Linked DNA regions of Zea mays: region 1 is linked to region 2. Evidence: chromatin contacts called from public Hi-C data. All regions are on one chromosome and are shown on one strand. The core of a region is the stretch at or near the end of the contact, and the rest is flanking DNA. Distances in the headings are between cores, read along the strand shown.

The links. Hi-C and Micro-C count contacts between places; a contact is called where the count stands out from the background.
Region 1: a Hi-C map of leaf shows a contact between it and region 2, with 4 times the contacts expected there. The contact joins the promoter of LOC103646158 here to the promoter of LOC103646156 in region 2. A contact is called at or near these places in 7 of 25 Hi-C or Micro-C datasets (bundle sheath, ear, endosperm and 2 more).

The regions. Positions count from the first base shown.
Region 1 is chr2:25,149,547-25,156,853 of Zm-B73-REFERENCE-NAM-5.0, reverse strand. LOC103646158 (WD repeat-containing protein 44) reads left to right here and starts at 3,681. Exons shown (of 7, transcript XM_008670878.4): 1 at 3,681-5,571; 2 at 6,743-6,833; 3 at 6,916-7,073; 4 at 7,158-7,209; 5 at 7,289-7,307. The coding sequence starts at 4,249.
Region 2 is chr2:24,989,492-24,996,169 of Zm-B73-REFERENCE-NAM-5.0, reverse strand. LOC103646156 (sphingolipid delta(4)-desaturase DES1-like) reads left to right here and starts at 3,584. Exons shown (of 2, transcript XM_008670877.3): 1 at 3,584-4,026; 2 at 6,556-6,678. The coding sequence starts at 3,871.

The DNA.
Region 1 (7,307 bases), core at 2,432-4,931, 160 kb before region 2:
ATCATCTCAGGGCTCTGCTCTGCTGGGACTGTTTGGAGATGGCAACAGGTCATGCGGCAGCCACCTTGGCATGCCTTTGTACTAGCAGTAGTAGGTTTGTGTGTGGGTGTGCTCGCGTCGTTCCATATACGCGCGCGCGTGGCCACACCACACCACACATCCATCCACCACCCCGTCGGCACTTGGACAGCGTATGCATTGATGGGGACACATGTTTTCGGCGACGGCTTTTTCAGGCTTTTCCAGCCGGTACCACCCTCCACCTATGCGGCTACGGCTCTAGGCTTTCCCCCGCAGCCTGCCACCGCTAGCAAGCAGGGCCACTCCTCCTCCTCCTCCTCCTCCTCCTCCAGTACAGCGGCCTTTCGTCAACATGCAGTAGCTGTTAGCAGCAGCAGCAGCAGCATTGATAGAGTTAGCTTGCTTCGTCGGTTAGTTAATTAATCAACCACGGAGTCCTCTATCTTATCCAGTCTTCGTCCCTTGCGCCACAACTCTTGTTCACGGGGGCACCGTGTGCCAGTGGGATTAGACTGGAAAAGATTAGGCATTTACATCTGATGCGCACTAACAGTTAGTACGGCGATGTCACATCTATCGTCCACCACCTTTTAGTTAGTCAAAACTCATGTGCGCATAAATTTACGTGCGAGAGATTCCGTGGCTAAGAGCTAAAAAGCAGCACACTGTATAGTTAGTTGTATGTAGCTATAGCACGTTGGAGCTTTTGCTTTTCGAATATTGTATTCCCCTCCTCTGTCATGTGCGCGAGAGGGGATTTCATAAGTAGTGGACACGCTGGCAGTATTAGCAAAAGCCATATATGTAGCTGGTGCTGACTTTGTCGATCAGCACGAGACTCAAGCATGTGTGTTCTTGGATGCTGGAGATCAACTCTCAGGGATTTGTTTGGCTAGGCATGCAAACGGGGTAGGTGTAAGTCAGTATGTAAGGTGGGTTTAAGAAATAGTTTTATTTTGGTGGGTTGTGACGTGTTTATTTTGTATTGTGGGTCGAAATGGTTGATACCCATGGGTGTAGATGGATTTGCATAGACATGGGTTTCCATGGGTCTCCATCCATCCGTAGACCGTAGGACTGTATTCGAGTCGACTACCAACTTAGTCCCAAATCCCAACATCCCAACTCAACCCTAACTCTCTAAGTTTCACCCGTGCACCGGCGGTCGCATCCTGCTTCCTGCCCCAGCGGCCGGCACTCCCCTCTCCCCAAGTCTTCACCTCGGCGGACAGAGCTCCCCTGGCCCCTGCTGACACCCGACGCTAATTAGACACTTTCACACTTAGACGCCGACGCCCCTGTCCCCTGGCGCACGCTCTTGCATACGAAGCGATAACACTGTCGCCCCAGGGACCGTTCACACATGGTTCTTTTCTTTTCACTTCCAGGGAGATTTATGCGTGGTTCGGTGGGCTTTTGATGCTACCTAGATGTGCCCTTCCATTGTTGCTAGCTTTGAGCTTGATAAGAGACTCTTTCCACATCTGCTAGTTTATATTTCTTGCCAAAAAGATTATTGTTCATTAAGGATCTTTAACAGATGTTTTTTGTTATTCTCTCGAGACCTAAATGTTCATCGACCAAACTTGTTTTTGTATCAGTGTATAATATTATTGTCACTGTTTTTGTATGTCGTGGACTATGTTTTTGTATGTCATTAAAACTACCTATAAAATTGTCACTGTTTTTGTATGTCATGGACTATGTTTTTGTATGTCATTGAAACGGGGTTTCCACCCAATTACGAGTTGGTTTGGGGTCAATAATATTATTGGATGAGTTGAGTTTAATTTCCTTATATTTTTGGATGTGTGTGGGATGAATATCAAAGTTATTATATCAAAGTTATTAGATTTAGATATGTGTGGACGTGAGTTGGATTTTTTGCCGTTAGCATGCCTATGTTTGGCTAGTAGCCTCTCGATCTTTGTTTTCCTCATACGATCTTGGCACTCCACACGGCTATTCTTCGTCTGCAATGTCCTTTTCTCTGGACATGTGTATAAATGAAAGAGGGTGGGGGCGAGGGGGTATTAAGGACGAAAGCATGGACGAGCGGGCATGGGTTCGCATTGCTGATGAGCCTGCAATAATTCAGCTTCCATATAACTATCGATCGTGCTGGAACCAGACCGTGGACGGTGGATGTGGATCCGTCGGAAGGAGACCCGCGCTGGTCGGCCACTGCGTGAACACAGATGAGCGAAACGGACCACGTCGTTGTCCCGCCGAGCTGGCCAACGCTGCGTACGTGCCACCGCCACGAGAGGCCTGCTTAATCAGCGCGGCCACACCCCTTAACCCTGTACGTGCCTGCAGGAGAACTGAACAGGCGTGCATGGCAACCAGACCGGGCCCTTTTGTACGTACGTACGTTACGTACGTACTGCATACGCGTCCCGGAATAATCCCGCGGCCTAAACGAACATGTTAGCTAGAGGGGCGGCTCCTGGAGTTGGAGTAGCATGGACATCCAGCTGCCCCTGGCTGCTCCGACAGCGCGGGTAATTGCCGCGGGGGCCCGCCCGAGGACGGTGGTCCGTCCGCCCGCCCGCCCGCGCCCGCTGCGATTTTGGGCGCGAGCGCAGCTGGGCGGTGGTCTTGCGGTTGCACACCTCTCTCTCTGCCTCTGCTCTGCTCTGCTCGACTAGGGCATGTACAGTGGTGTTTAATGTGGAGGCTCTTAAGGTGTTTAAGGGGTGTATTTGCAAAAAAATCTTAGAGCCGTCTCTCTGTGAAGAGACGTCTCTGGCTCGTAAACCAAGTAGTAACAGACGCATCACTTTCTACTATACGAATTTGTCGTCTGTTCTATCGATCTGCTGCTGTACAAATGCATTTAATTCTGTATTTATTAGTAGACTACATTTATAGACACTCCATTGTATAATAGAGTCTCTTAGTTGTCTCTTGTGCTTGGAGAACCGTTTTGGTGTCTCTCCACTGTACATGCCCTTACGTCGCGCCCCGCCCCGCCCCGCCCCGCCCCGCCCCCCGGCGTCGCGATCAAGCGCAGGGACCGAAGGGACACCAGATGCGTTCGTGCCGCCGCGCTCATGCTGCCCGCCCCGGGACCGGGACCGCGCGGCGCGGCAGCGGCGGTACGTCGTGTGCGCGGGTTGCGCGGCACGCGCTCTGGCCGAAGGGCTTTGAGACTTGAGAGAGAGAGAGAGAAGGACCTGCCAGCATCGGATGCCTGCCGGCGGTCTGCCCGGCCGCGGGGAGGCTTTGGTGGATCTTTGATGGACTGTTTGCGCGATGGTCCTCCTGACACGCCGCATGTGGTGCCAAGCTGCTACCCATGGCACGCATGCCACATGGCGCCTGCGTGTGTATGTGCTTTCCTTAATTTTTACGGGCGCCAGTAACATCTCTCTCACAGCGAGGCTTTGTTCACGCCGACGGACCCTTTACCTCATCAGACAGTCAGGTACTGTCTGCCTGGCCCCCATTTATTTTTTTTCAAAGGAAATTCCTCTTTGCACCTTCTGGAAATCATCGACGAATAAGACAAAACAAAGGGCAATGGGGGGACGGAATTTTTTTTACCACCAGCTCATGATTCGGGCATAGCACAGGTGACGACGCCAAAGCGCACGACAGACGCCCTCTTTCCGCGTCACCTTAAAACTCTCAAAACACGCCTTCCAAATTGACCGCCTTCTCCTTGCACTAATCCACTTCCCCGAAACGGCAGGAGCGAGCGGTTACCCTTTCCCAAGTTTGTCGCGCTCGCGCCCGAACGCTCCCGGCTGACGGCTGGGTCCAGCGGCCGATGGGTTTTTAACGTCACCTTCCCTCCCCATGGCCAGGGGAGGCCGGAGTAGGCGCTGGTAAACATCGCCAACAACAACGACGCACGCAGCCGCAGCCGCAGCGGGGGGAGAGGAGGTGGTGGCATTGGCAAGCATCACCACCCGCAATAACAACGACGACGGCGCCAGCAGTCCAGCACCAACCACCACTTTTTTCGAGGGAAGGCACGAACAGGCACAGGCAGGCGCGCGGCACGGGGTAGGAACCCGTCGCGATTGGCCCGTCCGACGACGAACCGGTCGCGGGCCTCGTGCCCGTGGTGGATCTGACTCCACCTGCGCGCGGTCGCGGTCGCGGGCGCCTTGCTTCCCCCTCCCCCGCTCATCGCCGCGGCGTCCACGGGGCAATTTCCATCCGCGGGGCGCCGCCGTGTCGACTCCATCTTCCTCGGCGGTCAATGCGGGCGCGGAGATGAGAGCCGGCGGCGGGGAGGAGGAAGAGGAGGAGGAGGTGTTCTACGAGTCGCGAGACCGCGTGCTCTCCTCCTCCTGCTCCTCCACCTCCGCCTCGGACGATGACGACAACGACCACCCGCGACGGCGACGGGACGGGGCCGCCTCTGCGGCGGCGGCGGCGCTCGACGTGTGGACGTCGGAGCCGGCGCCCGTGCAGGAGCGGCGCCGGAAGCTGCTCCAGATGATGGGGCTCGCCGGGGACCCCGCCCTAGCGCGCCTCGAGATGGGCCGATCGGTCTCCTACGACGGGCCCGTCCGCCCGGCGCCGGCCTCGCCCATCCCCCGATCCAGATCAGACGGCGCCGTGCCGGTCTCGTCGACCAAGCCCCCGCTGGGCGGGCGGTCGCGCCAGGCGTCGTCGGGCTCCTCCGAGGCCACGCCCGAAGGGGAGGACGCTGGCCCGAGGTGCCTAATCCGGAACCTCGACGACGGCACCGAGTTCGTGGTCAAGGAGGAGTTCCAGCTCCGCGAGGTCGGCACGGGCCGCCACTTCACCATGGAGGAGTTTGTTGACCTCTGCGTAGGCTGCTCGCCTATCGTCCAGGAGCTCATGCGACGCGATAACGTGGGGAGCTCCGGCTCGAACAACGGCGCGTCCACCCCCATCCAGAGGTCCAACTCCGACTCCAGCAACGGGGCTACGCGCCACCGGCGGCACAGCAGCTGGCTTCGGAGCCTTCGAAACGTTGCCGGCTCCATGGCGGTCACCTCCCGCGACCGCCGCAGCAGCGACGAGAAGGACACGTCCTCGGAGAAAGGCGGCCGCCGGTCCAGCTCAGCGACGGATGACAGCCAGGACAGCGCCGGAGCCTCCGTGCACCATGGCCGGGTGCGCGTTAAGGTGAGGCAGTCTGGGAAGTCGTACAAGGAGCTCAGTGGCCTGTTCATGAACCAGGAGATTCAGGCTCACAATGGGTCCATCTGGAGCATCAGGTTTAGTCCAGATGGCCGGTACCTCGCGAGTGCTGGGGAAGACTGCGTGATCCATGTCTGGGAAGTGTCCGAGTTTGAGAGGAAACGCGAGGAGAACGGACTGTGCAATCCTCTTGTTGCCATGGCGTGCAACGGTTCACCGGAGACAACATTAGCCTTGGCCAGCAGTCTGGATGGGAGCAATCGTGAGAAGAAGCGTCGGGCAAGGTTCTTGGAGGGTCGTAGGTCTGTGAGCTCAGACCGGCTAATGGTGCCAGAGCATGTGTTTGCACTGTCAGAAAAGCCGATTCGGACCTTCGTGGGGCATTCAGAAGATGTGCTTGATCTCTGCTGGTCCAAATCCCAGGTATTTCTAGCGTTGCTGTTTGTTCTAAACTTGCCCCTAGTTTATTTTTGACCAGTAATTTGATAAATGCTGAAATCTAGAAGCATGCCATAAACAGTATAACGATTGTAGACAACAATTGCTTAGTTCTTGTTATTCGTTTTACTATAGAAATGTTAACGGCATATTTTTATGAAGCATTATTCCAGCAGCCATCTTTGTGGTGATTGGGTTCAACCATGTTAGGACAGAAATAACATAGCACCTAGAGCTGCCTATTTTAATGCATTTCTGGCGTAATTAGCTGCAAAGGATGAATTGGTAACTTGTAATGCATATCATCAATTATTTGCTACCTAAACGTTCTTCCTCCAAGTTATTGTACCTTTTTGTGTATGCACATATTGGTGAATTTATCAGCATGTAACCATTATCAGGCCATGGCAAACGTCCAAACATTAATGCCCAGATTGCCATGAACATCATATTTTTTCAGTGCCTTGATAATTTACTTTTGCGGCTCTAAATGTTGGCTACTTGTTAACTCCTATCATTTTTTTGTTTATCATCAAATAGATATTATGTGTTTCACAATATATCATGGATAGGTGTGTGGGCTTCTAAAATCTAGGATTATCTTGCCTCATCATGTGCTTTCCATTTTTTAAACTTTTATATTGACCAAATGCAAGTACAAAAGGGTTGTTTGTTCAGTGTTCCCAACTTAAGTAACACCATGAAACAGGTCATATAAATGTGACACTAAGTCTTGTCACATCAAGTTGTGGAGTCTCAATTTATGGTCTCTTGGACACACATTTTCTAACCTGTTAGTCATATTACAGATGGTCTGGCGCTAAGTCACACAGCATCAAACCATCAGTAGGGTACTACTATTTATCAGGTTCTGCAAGTTTGAGTTACCCCTCCCTAATCACACTTATTAATGAAAGGGGTTGCATTTAGACCCGACCAGTTGCCTCCAAGAGCACAAGTGCATGATTAGACACATAAAATTTGTTGGATTCCTTTTAGGTATTAAGTTGCCAGCTGAAAACATCTTTCTCCTCTCTGTGCTGGCTACATATCGATTTTGTGCTCAGTGACAGTGCTCCATAGGAAGTATGATTGGTAAAGTTCCATTAACTCCTTACAAAATTTCTCAGTCATACCTTTCTGAAATGCTTTACAGTACTTACTTTCATCTTCAATGGATAAAACGGTGAAGTTGTGGCACATTTCGAGCGCTTCCTGTCTAAAAACATTTTCACACAGTGACTATGGTAAGAATCACCCACCACTTGCCCTTAATCTTTGTCACTCTGCCAGCATGCTGAATTTTCTTTTGTTGAATCTGTATCCTAGTGACATGCATCCAGTTCAACCCTGTTGATGATAGATACTTCATTAGTGGTTCACTGGATGAAAAAGTCCGCATATGGAGCATTCAAAACCGTGAAATTGTTGATTGGAAAGATTTGCATGAAATGGTCACTGCTGCTTGCTATACCCCAGATGGACAGGTTTTAATCATCTATACATAATTCTTTGATTTAATATCTTCTTCATGTTACGATCTGACACATCTCTTTCTTTCTTTCTCGAAGAGTGCACTAATTGGTTCCCATAAAGGCAGCTGCCATATTTATGATACATCTGGTACCTCTCCACCTGCATCATATCATCATGTTTTCTCTCTGGCTGTGACTTACCTTTTCTTTTTACTTTTTCTGACCAGATAATAAGCTTCTCCAAAA
Region 2 (6,678 bases), core at 2,335-4,834:
TTATATTGGTAGTGAAGTGCACGGCATCAGGCCAATGCTGCCAAGCAAAGATTTTTATATGCAGAGATGTATAGTCCAGCTCATTTTATTATTGCCCATGGTTTACCCAATTACTCATACCGTTCTGAAATTGGGTATCGGTTAATGCAACATTTTTAGGTATAATAATTTTGAGAGAGAACTTATAACAATAATTAATTATTTGTGGTGTTGCCAGCAAGGCAAACATTTCTCCTCGTATTATATACCAAATTGTTCTATAAAGCATTATTTCGATCTCTTCGTTGTTCGGCAAAAAGAGAAGCTTTGGAATAGAACAGACAAGGCCAAGAATTTATTTTTATCTGGGAAAAATCACCATATAACTATCTTTTGATGAAGCAAATGATGATAACTGCTTGGCAAGAACGAAACAATACTGGTATCCGCCTAGGATCCGTCTTCAACAACAGATAGTACTGCTCTCATACGAAGAAATCATCAGGGGTAGAGAGGGTACAACATGTCTCTACAAGACCTTCATATTTCTATCACAAATTATCACCACTAGTAGTCTAGTGGTCAAGACATATGACTCTTCTGGCTCCGAGGACCAAGGACATGTTAATGTCCAATTACACTTCAAGCTCTGTGGTGATGTGGGATTTCATAGTTATTTGTCTACTCTTCTCACTTCTGGTAGATCAGAGGTAGATAATGGTAAGCATGCCAATGGGTGAAATTCAGTGTAGTTCGGCTACATAAACCCCAGGTATATGTCCATTCAGGACCGACCTTTACCATTTAGCTTATAGTGTATACCAAACTTGTCAAAGGACTATCCCGAGTCAATTCAGTGACTATAAGTATTTACAATTCTGAGAGGTGTATGCAACACAAGCATAGAGGTCCTAGATAGGACGAGTAAATTGGTTCGACGGGAACACACAATGGTTTTTCACACAAACATTGTGAAAAAATTCTCAGAATTACCTTTCGATGTACTCGCAACTTCGTGTTGCTAAGGTACTAGCTATTTATCTCAAAGTTCGCTTCATGCCGTTCAGCGACAAATAGCAATGTGCCAACATCTGGTTGAGCAATGTATGACTGAGATTCTAGCATTTATTCATCTGATAAGGTCTTATTGCTTACTAATAAAATCCCAATTTGTGATATCTTCTATGCCAAAAAGGCTTTCATGCATTATATTATATATATTCGGGTTACTTCGGGTAAAACTTTATGCATGAGGAGAGAGGAGAGAATTAACTTGTCCATGTTTTGTTGTATTTCAATTTAATTTCCCAGATTATTCAAGCACTATAGAGCTTGATATAGTTGTTATGGCCATTTGGCAATATAAATAAATATATGATGCCACACAACACAAGCAAATAAAATATAGAGCTAAACAAAATTGTTTACGAAGGTTGCACATAATGTGACTTTAGGGGCTTGAACAACCCACCACAATCCACGCGAGTACAAGCTCTAGCGTATCTGGCGTCAACGTGTGTGCGACCATCAGGGCTACGACAACACAACAAGCCTTCGTAATAAGTACAACAGGCAAAATTATTGCTCGGTAATTGGGGTACACGATAAATCCATGCAACGTGCGCAATAGGCGCAATCGTGGCTCGATGATCACGGCAAACAGACAGTGCCTACAGGGCATGCGAAAAATACGCGACTCCGCGATGGCGGTTCGACTCAACGGGAGCTGTCCGATTAAACGAGAGTGCTATATAGCAATCACATGACGCAGCCAAGTTCGTACGACACAAATACTGCATCGTGTTGCCAGGGCGCAGCCAATGCCAAAGCTCAGCCGATTATTAATTTAGTCCGATCGGCATGTCTAGGTACCCACCATACAATTTAATCGCTCGATGTGAGTTCAAAAAGCTCAACGCAACACAGAAATTTAGAGCGATTTGAGTATGCACAGTATAGCCTTCACATATTTTAATAATTTCTGCCAATTATCTATTACGAGAAATAAAGCAGAAAAATAATACTAGAATTAATGCATGAGTATAAGCAGATCAGATGCATATATGCATTTTCTCATATCTAAGCATGCATTTTTCTACTAATTATTCGTGCCAAAGAATAATTAATTAAGATAAAGAATTTATTTAAATGTATGTTTGGTGGTAAGAAACACGATAATGAAGCAACAAACAAACGAGCATGCGAAACTTTATTAGCGCATCCGTTTGTGCATGCGTGAGGTGCCTTCACGTAAATAGCCCATCCATTTGTTCATGCGGCTTGCGGGGTGGCATGTGGCCGTTTGTGCATGTGGAGGTAGTCGTGGTGGGAGCGGACGTTGCGGGGCTGGTGCATGCGGTTCCAAGGAAACGTGAACAGCCATGCAAGGAAAACGTCAAAGCCTGCTATTCTGGAGGAGGTGCCGGCATGCACGGCTCCAGGCCTTTGATTTTCACAAGGCAGCGGTGTGGCTCCAGGCCTTCTCGTGAACTGCAGCGCGTCATCTCGGCGCATGAACCGAGACCAGTCAACCATCAAATGGTGCTCTGCTCCGACCAACAGCATGCACACAGGCTCGTAGGCAATATACGCGATGAACAGTAAATTGTAGATCCACTCAAGATTTCATACCGTGATTCCTGGTTCGATAAACGGGAACGAAGCCTGTCGCGTAGGACAGTTCGGCAAGGCCAAGAGACCTGCCGGCTTGACGAAGAGTTGATGCAGACCTGATCCCGCAGCAACGTCGAAGTAGAGCGTGCTGATAACGTGTTGAGAACTACGTTACCACGGATCACCAGATCCGCTCCCTTCCCTCCCGTCAGCAGTAGAGGCGCGAGAAGCTGTAGAGAACCCGTCTCCCTTCCCATAAGCACGACAGAGGAAACGCACGAGACACATGATATAGGGTTGGGCCTCTGGCCTCTTTCTGATCACTGTATTATGAGGGGATGTACATGTTCCTTATATAGAGATGTGAGACCCCTCAGGGGCAAAGCAGGTATTTGCCCACATAACCCTAACTAGGGTTACTTAACAGAATGCAGGGTTCGTGACAAAAAAAAAGTTGTCAGGATGATGGATCTGTTTGAATGCGTCTGGTGCTGTGACCCTGTGCTTTCCATGTGAACGTGCAAACTCAGAATGGTTTGGCATGTCCGTCACCTTGTTGTCTTATCGATCCAAGCCGGTTTTCAACAATGTGTGCTATGCAATGCAAGTTAGCAAAGGCGTGGAACTGAAAAGATATGTACATTTCCTTTCAAAAAAGAGAAAAAAAAAGAGAAGGACACCCGTGGCAAAATATGTTGCCAAGAAACTCAAGACGGTGACTTCCAAAACACACACACTTCGATCCCTCAAAACAGTTAGTGATTTTGTAGATAAAGCAGGAAAAACGAACAACCGCAATAGTTGTATAGGTTAAACTGAAGTTTTTTCCTATTTCCATCTCATGTTCCTTTTCTTCATGGGCCATGGGCCCATGGCCCAACAAATGTCGATCCGATCTGATCAACCTGCATTCAGGCTCAAACTATCCCTGGCCCATGGTCATCGCCTTCGATGACATGTGGACCCCATAGTGCCAGCTCCGCGTCACGTTCTCTGCACGTTCATGTTCGTCGTCACCTCCGGATTCCCCGAAATAGACAAATTCGCCCACACCACACCCTCCGCCGCTGCACGCCTCCACGCCTCGCCCACCCATAGGCCATAGCCGGTAGATACTTTCATCAAAGATAGCACACAGGATTCGCCCCGCCGGTTCGCGTGAAAAGGAGCCGACGAATCCACCTACCCGCATTCGGGCTCCAGCGCCACCCCGTGCCATCGGGCTGCGTCCGCTAACGACCGCCCGTTCGCGCAGGGCCCAGGGTGTGGGAGGGAGCAATGGTCGCTGGGATGGAGGCGGAGGAAGGGGTGATGGCGACGGACTTCTTCTGGTCGTACACGGACGAGCCGCACGCGTCGCGCCGCCGGGAGATCCTGGCCAAGTACCCGCAGATCAAGGAGCTCTTCGGCCCGGATCCGTGGGCCTTCCTCAAGGTGCCGTGATCTGCTTTCTTTGCGGCTTGCTCTTTGCGTCTGTTAATTTCTCTCTCCTGTGATTCTGTGTGTGGAATGCGGAATAGAGGATCCAGGATTTAGCTCGCCAGAAAGTTTGACTCACGCTGTTCCCTTTTACGACGTTTGGCGTTTGCTGAGCAGATGCAAGTCGGTTTGGATCCATTAAAGTTTGGTATCCCTAGAAGCTAGAGCTGCGATATTAGTTAAGTGCTACGCATATCTGAATTCGGGGTCGATGTGCTGTTTTTTACGGTTTCTGTGCGAGGTTAGTTTGACATTGTGCAGGCTATGGTGCTTACGTTGCTAGAAATATTCTGGAACCACCACTATGACAAAGCGATTGCAGATATACTTTTCTTTTTTCCTTTTTTTTTTGTTAGGGAGATTGCAGCACTCTTCTTTGGACTTTCCAGTTTTCTTCTGTTACTTGCTTGTTTTGTAAATTTGTTTGCCTTGTCGTCAACTAACTGGTTAATATTCCTTATGACACTGCAAATTTGATGTCTGCAAAACTGTTAAGATTGGGTTTTATGGCGCAAACAAGATGAATTAGTAACCAAATAATACAGTCAAATCAGGTACTTCCTCCGTTAAATTGTTTCATCAAGCCATAATGAGCCTAATGGCATACTGCTAGGTGGCATAAGCTGCCCACTTTATTGTGCTATGCTGAACCTTTCTTGTTGGCTCTGAATTAGTTCCAGGCTTCCAGCTGTAACTTTAAGCCTGGCCATGTTCATTTACTATGGAACGGTTCCAACCGTTACAGATGGAATGATATGTTTATTTGTAATTTTGTATTAACATGGATTAGCTGGAATAGTTCCGGGTGTAAATCCAATGCATCCGAACGGGCCCTAAAGGGTGCCTGAAATGGCAGTTGCTGCTTCTTATTGGCTACCGGCATTTTCTTTCAAGACATCATTAAACCTTACTGGTTGTTTCAATATTATAACTTCAGCGGCATTAAGAATCGATAAAGATTAATTTTTCTAAGCCGTAACTAGTTATTGGGTGCTACTTCCTTGAAGAGTAGGCAAATCCCAACAACTTTGGCCACGGCATATCTTGCTACTGATCTTAATGCACCCTCGGTTTTGTATGACACATTTGGGACAGTAATTTCAGATCAACCACAAGACGGCAATCATATCTTTGGTACCCTCTATCATGTTGAGATTGTGGGAAGAACCATAGGAATTATGAACTGTAAATCAACCACAAGACACAGTCATATCTTTACCGTATTATTCATTTTCATATTGAGGCCAATCGGTCATTAATGAGGAATGTAAATCGACTCAGACTTTAATGCCAATATGCGAGAACATTATCAAAAGATGAATTATCTGAAACCTTGAATACAGCCTGAACCTGCAAAGCACACTAACACATCCTTACTGAATTACTGTGCCCTGCACCATATCTGAGCAGTCATTTGAATCAGAGTATCTCGTTTTCATTCCTTGCTAAAGGCGCAGACGCAGGGGCTCCCACATGTGTGGGGGTCTGGTGAAGAGATAAGCCGAGGTAAGGGCTTGTTTGTTTACCCCTCAGATTATATAATCTGGATTAAATAATCCTAAGAGTCAAACAAACAGTCCAGCTTATTTGCCCAGATTATATAATCTAACCCCTTGGATTATGATAATCCATAAGCAAGTGAGGAGGTGCTTATTTTAGATTATTTTTTCCCACTTCCCCACTACCCTTTCAAGTTTTCTAGAAATTACCCACCATTGCCATTATAATCCACCGAATCGTTTTTGCGCCTAGTACTAGTCAATTTGAGGATGAAGAAGGTGACATGAATGCCTTCCGTGATAATATTGCTAATGCAATATTTGCCAATATCAATTGAATTATTTTTTTCATATATGAGTTTCAACCTAGTACAAATATAGAGGGCATTCTTGTCTTCCTCATACAAAAGAATCCTATTAACAACTCAAATAATCTGGGTAAACAAACAGGACTACTCAGATTATATAATCCAGATTATATAATCCAGATTATATAATCCTCCAAAAATAATCCAGATTATATAATCCATGGGGGTAAACAAACATGCCCTAAGCCTTCCCCGCGAATGCGAAGAGGCTGCTTCAAACCCGGAACCCGTGACCTGTTGATGCGGTGAGACAGCTCTCACCGTTACACCAGAGCACCTAGTAAAGGATTTTTGCCTTCATGTGGCACATCCGCACATCTCATGGCCTTGTAAGAAAAAAAAATCAGGAGGGCTACCATCCTTGTCCATAGGCTGAAGTTCTTTTCTTTTTGGAGCAATAAGTTGTACTCTTATTTGCATTGGTAGCATTGGTATATGTTCTATTGCGTTTGCTGAAGTTGTTTGCCCATACCTGTATGACACGGTATAGTCCGAATTCCTAATGGAATCTCCTGGGAATTTAAGCTTAGAAACTTGTTTGGCCAATTTAATTATTTAGTACAGCCAGAAGCCATGACTTGTCAATTCTTTGATGGTTATTTCACCTGTTGTTGCAGATTGGTTTGGTCGTGTCGCTTCAGCTATGGACTGCTACATTCCTCCGTGACGCCAGCTGGCTGAAGCTACTGACGGTGTCCTACTTCTTCGGGTCGTTTCTAAACCACAACCTGTTCCTGGCC